2 separate regions of the Sus scrofa genome follow, and region 1 is linked to region 2. A link is a contact called in public HiChIP or PLAC-seq data. All regions are on one chromosome and are shown on one strand. Each heading gives the region's core, a stretch centred on a gene start, on an enhancer-like site or on the middle of the called end of the contact. The rest is flanking DNA. Distances are from core to core; before and after follow the strand shown. Region 1 has its middle 44 kb from the start of BHLHE40. Region 2 overlaps ITPR1 (inositol 1,4,5-trisphosphate receptor type 1).

The links. HiChIP or PLAC-seq counts read pairs in DNA pulled down with a chosen protein or histone mark.
Region 1: a contact with region 2 is called in an H3K27ac HiChIP or PLAC-seq map of alveolar macrophages. The contact joins two enhancer-like sites. A contact is called at or near these places in 3 of 47 Hi-C or Micro-C datasets (embryonic fibroblasts, fibroblasts and skeletal muscle) and 2 of 2 datasets of contacts at active chromatin or transcription factors (alveolar macrophages and skeletal muscle).

The regions. Positions count from the first base shown.
Region 1 is chr13:61,569,564-61,574,529 of Sscrofa11.1, reverse strand. No RefSeq gene overlaps it. Among named protein-coding and RNA genes, the nearest start is that of BHLHE40, 44 kb to the right of the region's middle. Within about 2 kb of position 2,074, at least 66 of the 83 cell types and tissues checked have an H3K27ac peak or open chromatin away from gene starts, as enhancers often do. A contact at or near this core is called in alveolar macrophages, where this site is marked.
Region 2 is chr13:61,313,520-61,317,976 of Sscrofa11.1, reverse strand. All of the region lies in intron 41 of ITPR1 (inositol 1,4,5-trisphosphate receptor type 1), which reads right to left. Among named protein-coding and RNA genes, the nearest start is that of BHLHE40, 210 kb to the left of the region's middle. Within about 2 kb of position 1,791, at least 2 of the 83 cell types and tissues checked have an H3K27ac peak or open chromatin away from gene starts, as enhancers often do. A contact at or near this core is called in alveolar macrophages, where this site is marked.

The sequences.
Region 1 (4,966 bases), core at 825-3,324, 260 kb before region 2:
AACTATCTACTAAGTGCTTTGAGAGTTGGAGATGATTCTAGCTGATGAAGCATAATTTCTGTTTTATGGGTAGCTTTCAGCAATGTAGGCCCTGGTGTAATCTGATTTAATGCTCATTAATTGAATTGCTCTACAGTTTACTGTTTGAAGCTCAATGCATATTTTCAAAGGCAGCTCCATTTCCTCTTAAGCCCTGACACCATTTTTCTATCCCTCCCAATCTGTAAGTTAAATGACTCACAATTTCTTCCAAGGGTCCTTAGCCCTGAGCAAACAGGAGGGGATCCTACTTGTAAACTTTCTCTCCCACTGCTGACATGGAATGGCCACCTGATTTGTTTTTACAGGATAAGTCCCCAGCAAGCACCATCTAAAAAGACAGAGCAAACCCTAAAAAAGTGCTTCTCGAAGTGTGGTCCCTGGACCAGCAGTGTCAGTAGCACTTTTGATTAGAAATGCATACTCTGGGCCCCACCCCAGACTTGCAGAATCCAAACCTGCATTTGAATGAGATCTCCAGTTGATTGATCAATAATGAAAACAAGGCAATTGCTTTAGTGAAAAGGACCGTGAAGTATATAAAAGAGAATGACGTAACAGTGACTGGGAAGAGGCTACTTCCCAGAGCAGCTATTCTCAGACTTTTTGGTCGCAGGCTCAAATTGCACTCTTAAAGACTGGTGAGGATCCTAACCAGCTTTGTTTATGTGGGTTCTATCTATCAGTATTTACCATGTCAGAAATGAAAACTAGTAATATTTACAAACATTGTTAATTCACCTTAAAATAATAAACTTTGGAAATTCCCATTGTGGCTCGGCGGTAACAAACCTGACTAGTACCCATGAGGACTCAGGTTTGATCCCTGGCCTTGTTCAGTGGGTTAAGGATCTGGTGTTGCCGTGAGCTGTGGTGTAGGCCGGCAGCTGCAGCATCAATTAGACCCCTAGCTTGGGAACTTCTGTAGGCTGCAGGAGCAGCCCTAAAAAAAGAAAAAAAAAAAAAAAAAAAAAATTAAAATAAATAAATCTTACCTATATATAAAACATATTTTATTAAAATGGTCATATTTTCTATTTTTTCTTTCCTTATTCTTTTTAAAAAATTTCATTAGCCTTATTTTCTAAAACTAAAAGAATTAATAAGAAGAGTGACATAGGTTCACATGCTTGCAAATCCCTTTAAATGTCTGCCTTAATAGAAGAAGTCTAGATACTCATACCTGCTTCTGCATTCAGTCTTTTGGAGCATGATATGTCATGTGAACTCTGGAAAACTCCACTGCACACATAAGAGAGAAATAGTGAAAAAGGCAAATACCCTCCTAGTTTTGCTATAAAAATAGTTTTGAGTTTGGGTATTCCCCCACCCCACCCCCACACACAGAGGGTGGGTCCTGGACCACACTTGGAACTGGTGATGTGTTGTGATATAGCAATGGAGAAAGGCCTCACAGTGTGGGGGCGTGTAAAGAGCCATCTCCATGATAAAGAGTGGGATGACTTCTCACTTTAAAACAACCCTAGAGGGAGTTCCCCTTATGGCCCAGCAGGTTAGGAACCCGACTTGTATCCAGGAGGTTTTGGGTTTGACCCCTGGCTTCGTGTTGACCCCAGCTATGACGTAGGTCACAGATTTGGCTCAGATCTTGAGTGGTTGTGGCACAGGCTGGCAGCTGCCTAGTCCGGAAACTTCCATATGCCACAGGTACAGCCCTAGAAAGAGGAAAACAAACCAAAAACCCCCCAAAACCTAGAGATCGTTCAATGAGGGTGTCAATTCGACTTTTGGTTCCGACTTGGACCTAAAGGAGCTGCAAAACAAATGACAGGTCCCTTGTCCTCTCTGAGCCTCGGTTTCCTGGTCTGTCTTTTTTTTTAGGAGGGTGAACTCTTAATATTACAGCCCCCACTCCACCACCCACCTCCCTCCCTTTGGGAGGTCCCAGCGGGAACTTTAGAGCAACCTTATCTTCTGCCCAGCAGAGGGCGATGGAGACCAGCTCTGGCTGCACCATCTCCACCCCGGAGGCCCTTTACCGCCTTGCTGTGTAGAGACACAAGGTTCCCTCGTGATCCGGGCGGTTTACTTGGCATCATCTGGCACCAGGTATCTCAGGCAACCTGGGCCCTCTCCGGGGAGCGGTTGAGAGCCGCCAGAGCCCTTCCCATTGATCCAAACGTGGCCAGGTTGGGAGGCTCGGATTTTCCTGAGAAGTCTGGGAAGAGCAGAGGGGGAGAACTGGTTTGGGCATTTCCCCGCCCCCCCCCCCCCCCTCCACTGGGCCTGTCAGTGAGAAAGCACCCAGGAGCTGTTGACTCTGCACAGGGAAAACCAGGCGGGGTGGCCGGAAGGGAACAAGACGGAGCGCAGCGCCAACTCTCCCCCGGGGCTGCCTGCCTGCAGGCACGGGGCTGCGCTTGCATCAGCGCTGCCAAGGCTGGGGCCAGGGCCGCCCGCGACGTCAGCCGCCTTCCCAGAAGAATTCCACCGCCTGCGGCCTGGGGCCGGCCCGCGTGGGGGCGGGGGCTTTTGGTTTCGGAGGATGACACCACTTGCTTGCTGCCTCTCCTCGCCCGCACTCCGTTGTCATGGAGACGACAGCATCCTGGTAGCCTTGGCGAAGCCAACCCGCCCTCGAGAAGTGACCCGGAGCACGGCCCACTCAGGAAACCACTGGCTCTAGGATGCTCGCGCAGGGGGACAGGGCTGCGCCTCCCGGATTTTCCCCTGGGGGCGCCCTGCAGGGCCACCTTCCTTATTCTACAGGATTATCAAGATCTCGAAGCACTCTCACCAAGTGTCTAGAAACATCCCTGGGCGGGGAGGCGCGCGCGGGGCGGGAGGGGGGTGAAATCGGAAGACCAAAAAGGAGCCCTAAAACAACCTGTATGAGGCAGAACTGATTTTTCAGTCCTTTAAGTTTTTGCTTTTTTTTTTTTTTTTTTTTTTCTTTTCTTTCAAGGAGCAGTTTCTAATGATTATCTTCAAAAGATTCTCTGGCTGAAGCTACCCTCAGTGAAGCAGTTTGTTTTAGTTCGCTTTGGCAAGCTAATTGAGCACCTAGACTGTGCCAGGCTAAGGGAGTGGGGGTTGATAATAATAGTGGGGCGTTGAACACGTTCAACCAGACATAGAAGTGAACTCATTTATTCTTTCCCACAACCTTAAGAGGTAGGTCTTGTCCCATTCTAGAGAAGAAAACTCAGAATATCCAGTAAATCTGAGACCGATTAGGGGGTAAAATCAGAACTGAATCCTAAACCAGAGATCTTAACCATTACCAAGCAGCCTCTGGAACCATGAATTAAAATGGTGGGTATGACCTTTAGTCTCTGGAACCAAGACTGCATTTTTTTACTGCGCGGAGACCATGCATTTAATTTTTAATTCTGTGTGAATAATAACTGAGAAGGTCAGGACAAAAATAATCCTAAAAAAGGAATAAGGCTTATATAATAATAACAAATGCAGCTAACACTGAATACCCACTGTACATCAGGCACCCACTAGTCATTACCACTCTTGGTACAACAACTCTCTGAAGTCAGTTCTATTACTTTGGACCCTGCTTTGCAAATGAGGAAACTGAGGCACAAACTGGTGAAGTAATTTGTCCGAGTCCCATAGCTGGTAGATTAATACTTGGTAACTAATAAATTCGTGTGAGGATCCAGAGTGGACATTCAGTACAATTGCACTCAGCTTTGGAGAGAGTGGAGAGAAAGCACTATACACAAACACCTCAAGAAAAGCATATTTATTCAGACCATTTCCATCTAAAATGTATTATAATTTTAAAGCAAGCTAGGGTAGGGTAACTTTTATCCCCATGGGGAAAAAACATTGCTAAGCAAATACTGTAAACAAGGTGAGAACAATTCTGCAGGATATTTTAGAATTCAGAAAGCACTTTCCAGAGTTCCCATTGTGGCTCAGCAGTAATGAACCTGACTAGTATCCTGCAGGATGTGAGTTTGATCCCTGGCCTTGCTTAGTGGGTGAAGGATCTGGCATTGCTATGACCTGTGGTGTAGGTTGCAGACTTGCTCAGATCCACCATTGCTGTGGCTACGATGTAGACAGGCAGCTACAGCTCCGATTCTATCCCTAACCTTGGAATTGCCATATGCAATGGGTACGGCCCTTAAAAAAAAAAAAAGAAAAAAAAAAAAATTAAGCACTTTTCTTCCCAGAATCTAAGTTCATCATCACAGCCCTCCTGAGTAGTTAGATAATCGGTAGCATACAGGTACAATGAACTATTATTCAACCTTAAACAGGAATGAACATATGACACAGGCTACAACATAGGCTAATCCTGAGGATATTATGTTAAGTGAAATAAGTCAGTCACCAAAGGACAAATTTTACTTGATTCCACTTATAAGAGCTATAATAGACCCATTTATAGAGGTATAAAGATAGAGATGGGGGCTGAGGGGAGGAGGGGATTGGCAGTTACTGTTTCACGGGTGTAGAACTTTTGTTGAAGATGGTGAGCAAGTCCTAGAAATGGGTGACGGTGATGGTTGCACAACATTTTGAAGTACTTAATGCCACTGAATTGTAAGCTTAAAATGATTAAAATGATACATTTTATGTTATGTAGATTTTATCATAATGAAAAAAATTGTTTAAAAAGAAAGGAAACTGCCTTAGCATTCCCCATCCTTATCTGACTTTTTCTTTTCAAAAGGGAATTCTTATGTGTTGATTAAAGCAGGTGCAGCTTTAAACCTGAGACCCATTTCTTAGCCTGGCAGAGGTTGCTGCCTCCACTTGAAAGTAAGACAACGTCACACCTTTAAAAATAGCTCACAATCGTGTGTTTTCACTCAGTGCAGGAGACTGGTATTCCCCTCAGGTATTCCAAATGAGCAAGATCTGGCCGGGAGGGGGCAAAGCAAGAGTGAGTCACTGGTTTGGCAGGTGAGGTCATCATGGGGTGACCGTCTGCGTCAAG
Region 2 (4,457 bases), core at 542-3,041:
GTACGCAGTATCTCACTAAACCCTTGTAACTACCCCCTGAGGGAGAGGCTATTACTAGCCTCAATTTACAGATGAGGAAACTGAGGCTCAAAGAGGTTAATCGACTTGCCAAGTCATGCACTAGGAAGTGGTGGGGGTGCCCAAGACTCCAGCCCTGCTAGTCTGATGCCTCAGCCTGTGCCTCTGCACCACCTGCTTTGCTCAACACCTCTCACCTGAGCAAGTGTGTCAAGCTCCAAACACCTTTTGGCTTTTTATAACCCACTCCCTGCAACCACCAGCCCACGGCTCTCAAGCTGTACAAACACAGACTCTTCTCCCAGTAAAGCAGAGCCGTGGTAGAAACATATATGAACACCCCAACTTTCCTGTGAGGTCTAAAGCACTTGTTAACATGGACCCGTCTGCTAACTGAGGCTGTGCCATGGATGGGGCTTACAGACTGCAACCAAATATCTGTGACACAATGACCATTGTGGGTCTTGAGTCTTTTGACGGCAATCAAAACCCAAAGATCACGAACCATGAACAAGGTAATAAAACACATTATGGTTTAGGCACAGGAGCCTGAAGAATTCAAAGTCTGGAAACCTAAATTTTAGCCATTGCTCCTCGCTGACCAGCCACAGGAGCTTAGGCAATCTGCTTCACTGCATTTGCATGCTGTGCTCCTTATCTGAAAAAAAAAAACTCTGATCACCTGCCTTGTCTGCATCACCTGGATGGGGCCATCAAGGTTGTAGTTATGAAACACTACGTGAAAAACACTGTTACTACGGGAAAATATTCAAATGCAAGGTGTGCAAGTTATCAATACCCTTTTCAACGGAACGGCCTTAGCACATAAGATACTGGGTGTTCTGTGATGACCAAAGTCCAGTGTCCCCAAAACATGCAAAGATAAACAATCCCAGCTGGTACTGGTAGGTCAAGATGGCCTGAAAACTGACAGCAAAAAAACATACTGAAGAGCAATTCTCAGTAACTATCACAATGAAGGAAGCAAAAAAAAAAAATCCAGCTAGTATTTTATTAGGTCTAGAAGCCATTCAGATTCCATTAGGCAGAGAAAGAAACATTTTTGCTCCCATTTCTCAAAGTTTAATATAGCCAAAGTCAGAAGAGAATTTCAGTGTCAAACCCTCCTGCTGGACAGTCCCAGGTCTTTCAAATGAACCATTTTCCCCCCCAACATTTTTTCCCATTCTCTCTCTCTTTTTTTTTTAAGGGCCACACTTGGCGGTATATCAAAGTTCCGAGGCTAGGGGTCAAATCAGAGCTGCAGATGCTGGCCTACATCACAGCCACAGCCACTAGGGATCCGAGCCATGTCTGCAACCTACACCATAGCTTATGGCAATGCCAGATCCTTAACCCACTGAGTGAGGCCAGGGATGGAACCCACATTCTCATGGATACTAGTTGGGTTCATTACTGCTGAGCCATGACGGGAACACCCTTGCCCATTCCTGACTTAAGGAAAAGTATGATATTTGAAAAGAATCTGATAATTTATTAAGTGGGCATTAAGAAACCAATACTCCCCTGGTATAAATTATCTTTCACTCAAAGAAGGACATTTTTTAGCAAGATCTGATGGGTTTCCACCAGTAAACCTTTGGAAGTCTCAGTTTGCCAACATCTCCAAGGATGGTGCCAGCTTTAAAGAGTCCAGAGATAATACAAACATTAAAACAGAAAAGAAGGAAGTGATGAGGTGAACCAAGCATGGGTCGGAAAGGCATCCACATTTCAACTTCAGTTTTCTGAAAAGAGATCCTCCCTTGGCCAAACTGCAGAGCCATCTCATGATTACTCAGAGATAAACAACGTGTTTCAAATACTCTGCCCTGCTAGGGCTGGAGGACAAGGAGAACCTCCCTCAAGTTAATCTGGTCACTGGGCTCCAGGTAACGGTCTGAAGCTCCAAGGTCAAGACCAAAGCAGTGGATTTTTTAATTTTATTTTTCCCATTGTGCCTTTGGCCTACAGAAGTTCCCAGGCCAAGGACTGAACCTGAGTCACAGCAATGACTATGTTGAATCCTTGACCACTAGGCCACTAGGGAACTCCAGAAGCAGTGGATCTTCAGGATGCTTTCAAGGTGAATGAATTCTGTCATTAGAAATCAGCAAAGTGCAACCTGTGCCATGAGAACCACTTTTCTTCTGATACCTGAGAGCTCAACACTTCTCCTTTCCTGTCTCCCAGGGCCCGCGGGAAGCAGCACTTGCCAGGAAAGTCTGTCCTATGTGGTAGGCAGTTTGGTCCCTCACCTCCCCCACGTGGATCAGAACACTAACAGCTTCGCACATACTGAACAATGACATCTCAACCAACAAACTGCACTTCCTAAAAAAAAAAAAAAAAAATGTTCAAGGTGCTATCTTACAAAGTGTCTCTATGGGTAGGTAAACTGTCATCACTAACATGCCCATCCCCAGCAATGCCTAACAGCAAAATCACACAGCTTTCAGAGAGGCAGGTCACCCTTCATTCTAGAAGACCCAGGAACAAGAAGGTAAAGGGTCTGTCTGTTTCCTCTGGGTCCATTCTCAAACTCCTGTACAGAGGCCGAAAGCCAGCATCTTTTGTCAGGTGTACTGACACAGCCATCTGTCTCACCCAGCCAAAGAGGGGCAGTGGAAAGAGCCTCCAGAGAAAAATGATGACCATTGGAATGGAAAACAGAACCCAAGCCCACATTTGCCTGAAGTGGCTGACGACAGACGATAGAAGCAGAGACCTCCTTGGGAATCTTTTTCCAAGCAAGAAGGCCTTCTGGTTACTCTCAAGTCAACAGGAGGCTTATCACAAAGAGGTAGTGTGCAGCAAAGGAGGCTTAGGTTCAACCTTAGGGAGGTCTTTGGTTAAAACACTAGGGAGATTTAAGAATCTCGGTCCACGGACATCAACTAGAGAAGAAGAAAACCAATCTCAAGGGCATGTCTGGGCTGCTGGAGGTGCACACTGGCCTCCAATGGCACCCTCTAGGATGGATTCTGTGACTCAATGGAAGTACCTTCTGGTGGTTCAGGTTACACTCTGAGGTCCATGAATCTCGCCCACAAATGCACCCTGGGACCTGTGACAGACGGACAGAGGCCTTCTCAGTGAGCCTCCAACCTGAATCATGAGACTGGAAAAGAATGATGCTAGAGGTGCTGGGAAAACTCCATCTCCAAGAAAGGCAGCCCAGACATCAATTAGGGGGACTCAGGGAGCCCCTTGCTGGGAGCCAGCAGTGACTGGCAGGTGCGCCCCCTCCCCCCGCTTCATTGGGGCTCAGGCTGTGTTACTAAAAAAGGACTGCACCAGAGTTGGAAGGTAACACCTTTGCTCTTCGGTCTTATTTCCATTCTGGATACCTGGATAACCGACTTCCTGCCCTAAAAGCCTGCACTGACCGACTTCCTGCACTCAAAGCCTGACTTTCCCAGGGCATCCAACCCTGAGCTTTATGTCAACAACAAGAATGCTTTGTACAGCCATTCTCAGTGTTTGTACAGAGAGCAGCAGGGGCTCAGGGAAAGGGCTGGACACCCTATACACTTAGCAAGGTACAAAGAGATGAACAGGATGGCTGGGGAATGGGGTGGGTGTAGAGAGGGTGCTGATTAACTTGCAGCCGCAGTTTCCTCATCTGTAACGGAGGGAGGAGGAGGGGAAGTGCACCTGAGGGCTTTGACAATGGGGTAAATGAGGTAACAGGCTGAAAGCCCAGCCCAGGGTCTGCAGCTGGTAGGCATTCTATACCAGACACTTTTCTTCCCCGCTCTCAACACACCCAACTGTGAAAACTCCACTAGACCATAAAATCCAAAGAAAAATAAATATACCCTGGCCTGCCGGGGGCAAGGACGCTGGCTGGCAAATAGCAAAATATCAAACAAAGCCAGTGCCTTCCTGAAGGAAGGCCCACAGCCACCCCAGTCCACTACTCAATCCAACCAAACTCTCAGGTCTAAGCCCCAATCTGATCCCATAGGACATGTGCCAGGATTTTTTTTTTTTTAAGGGCTGCACCTGTGGCACATGGAAGTTCCCAGGCTAGGGGTGGAACCAGAGCCATAGATGCTGGCCTACAGCATTGCTGGATCCTTAGCCCACTGAGCAGGCCCAGGGATTGAACCCATGTCCTCATGGATACTAGTTGGGTTCTTAAACTGCTAAGCCACAACAGGAACTCCCCCAGGACTTTCATTTCTCCCAACTCCTTGGGCCTATTTCATTGCATAGTGGCCCATCAGGGAGCTTCCATGTAGCTGCATAGAACATTTATGGGGTGCAACAATAAAACGTACAGACAGCCAAATGGACGGAGACAGTGGGATGGAATTACAGTGCACTCATCTGTGTAAGAGCAGCATAATATATTATGGCTCTGGGATCAGTGCCGTGTATGCAAGCTGGTTATAGCCTGAGCCAACTTAGTGCCCTTTAGAAGCACTGACTAG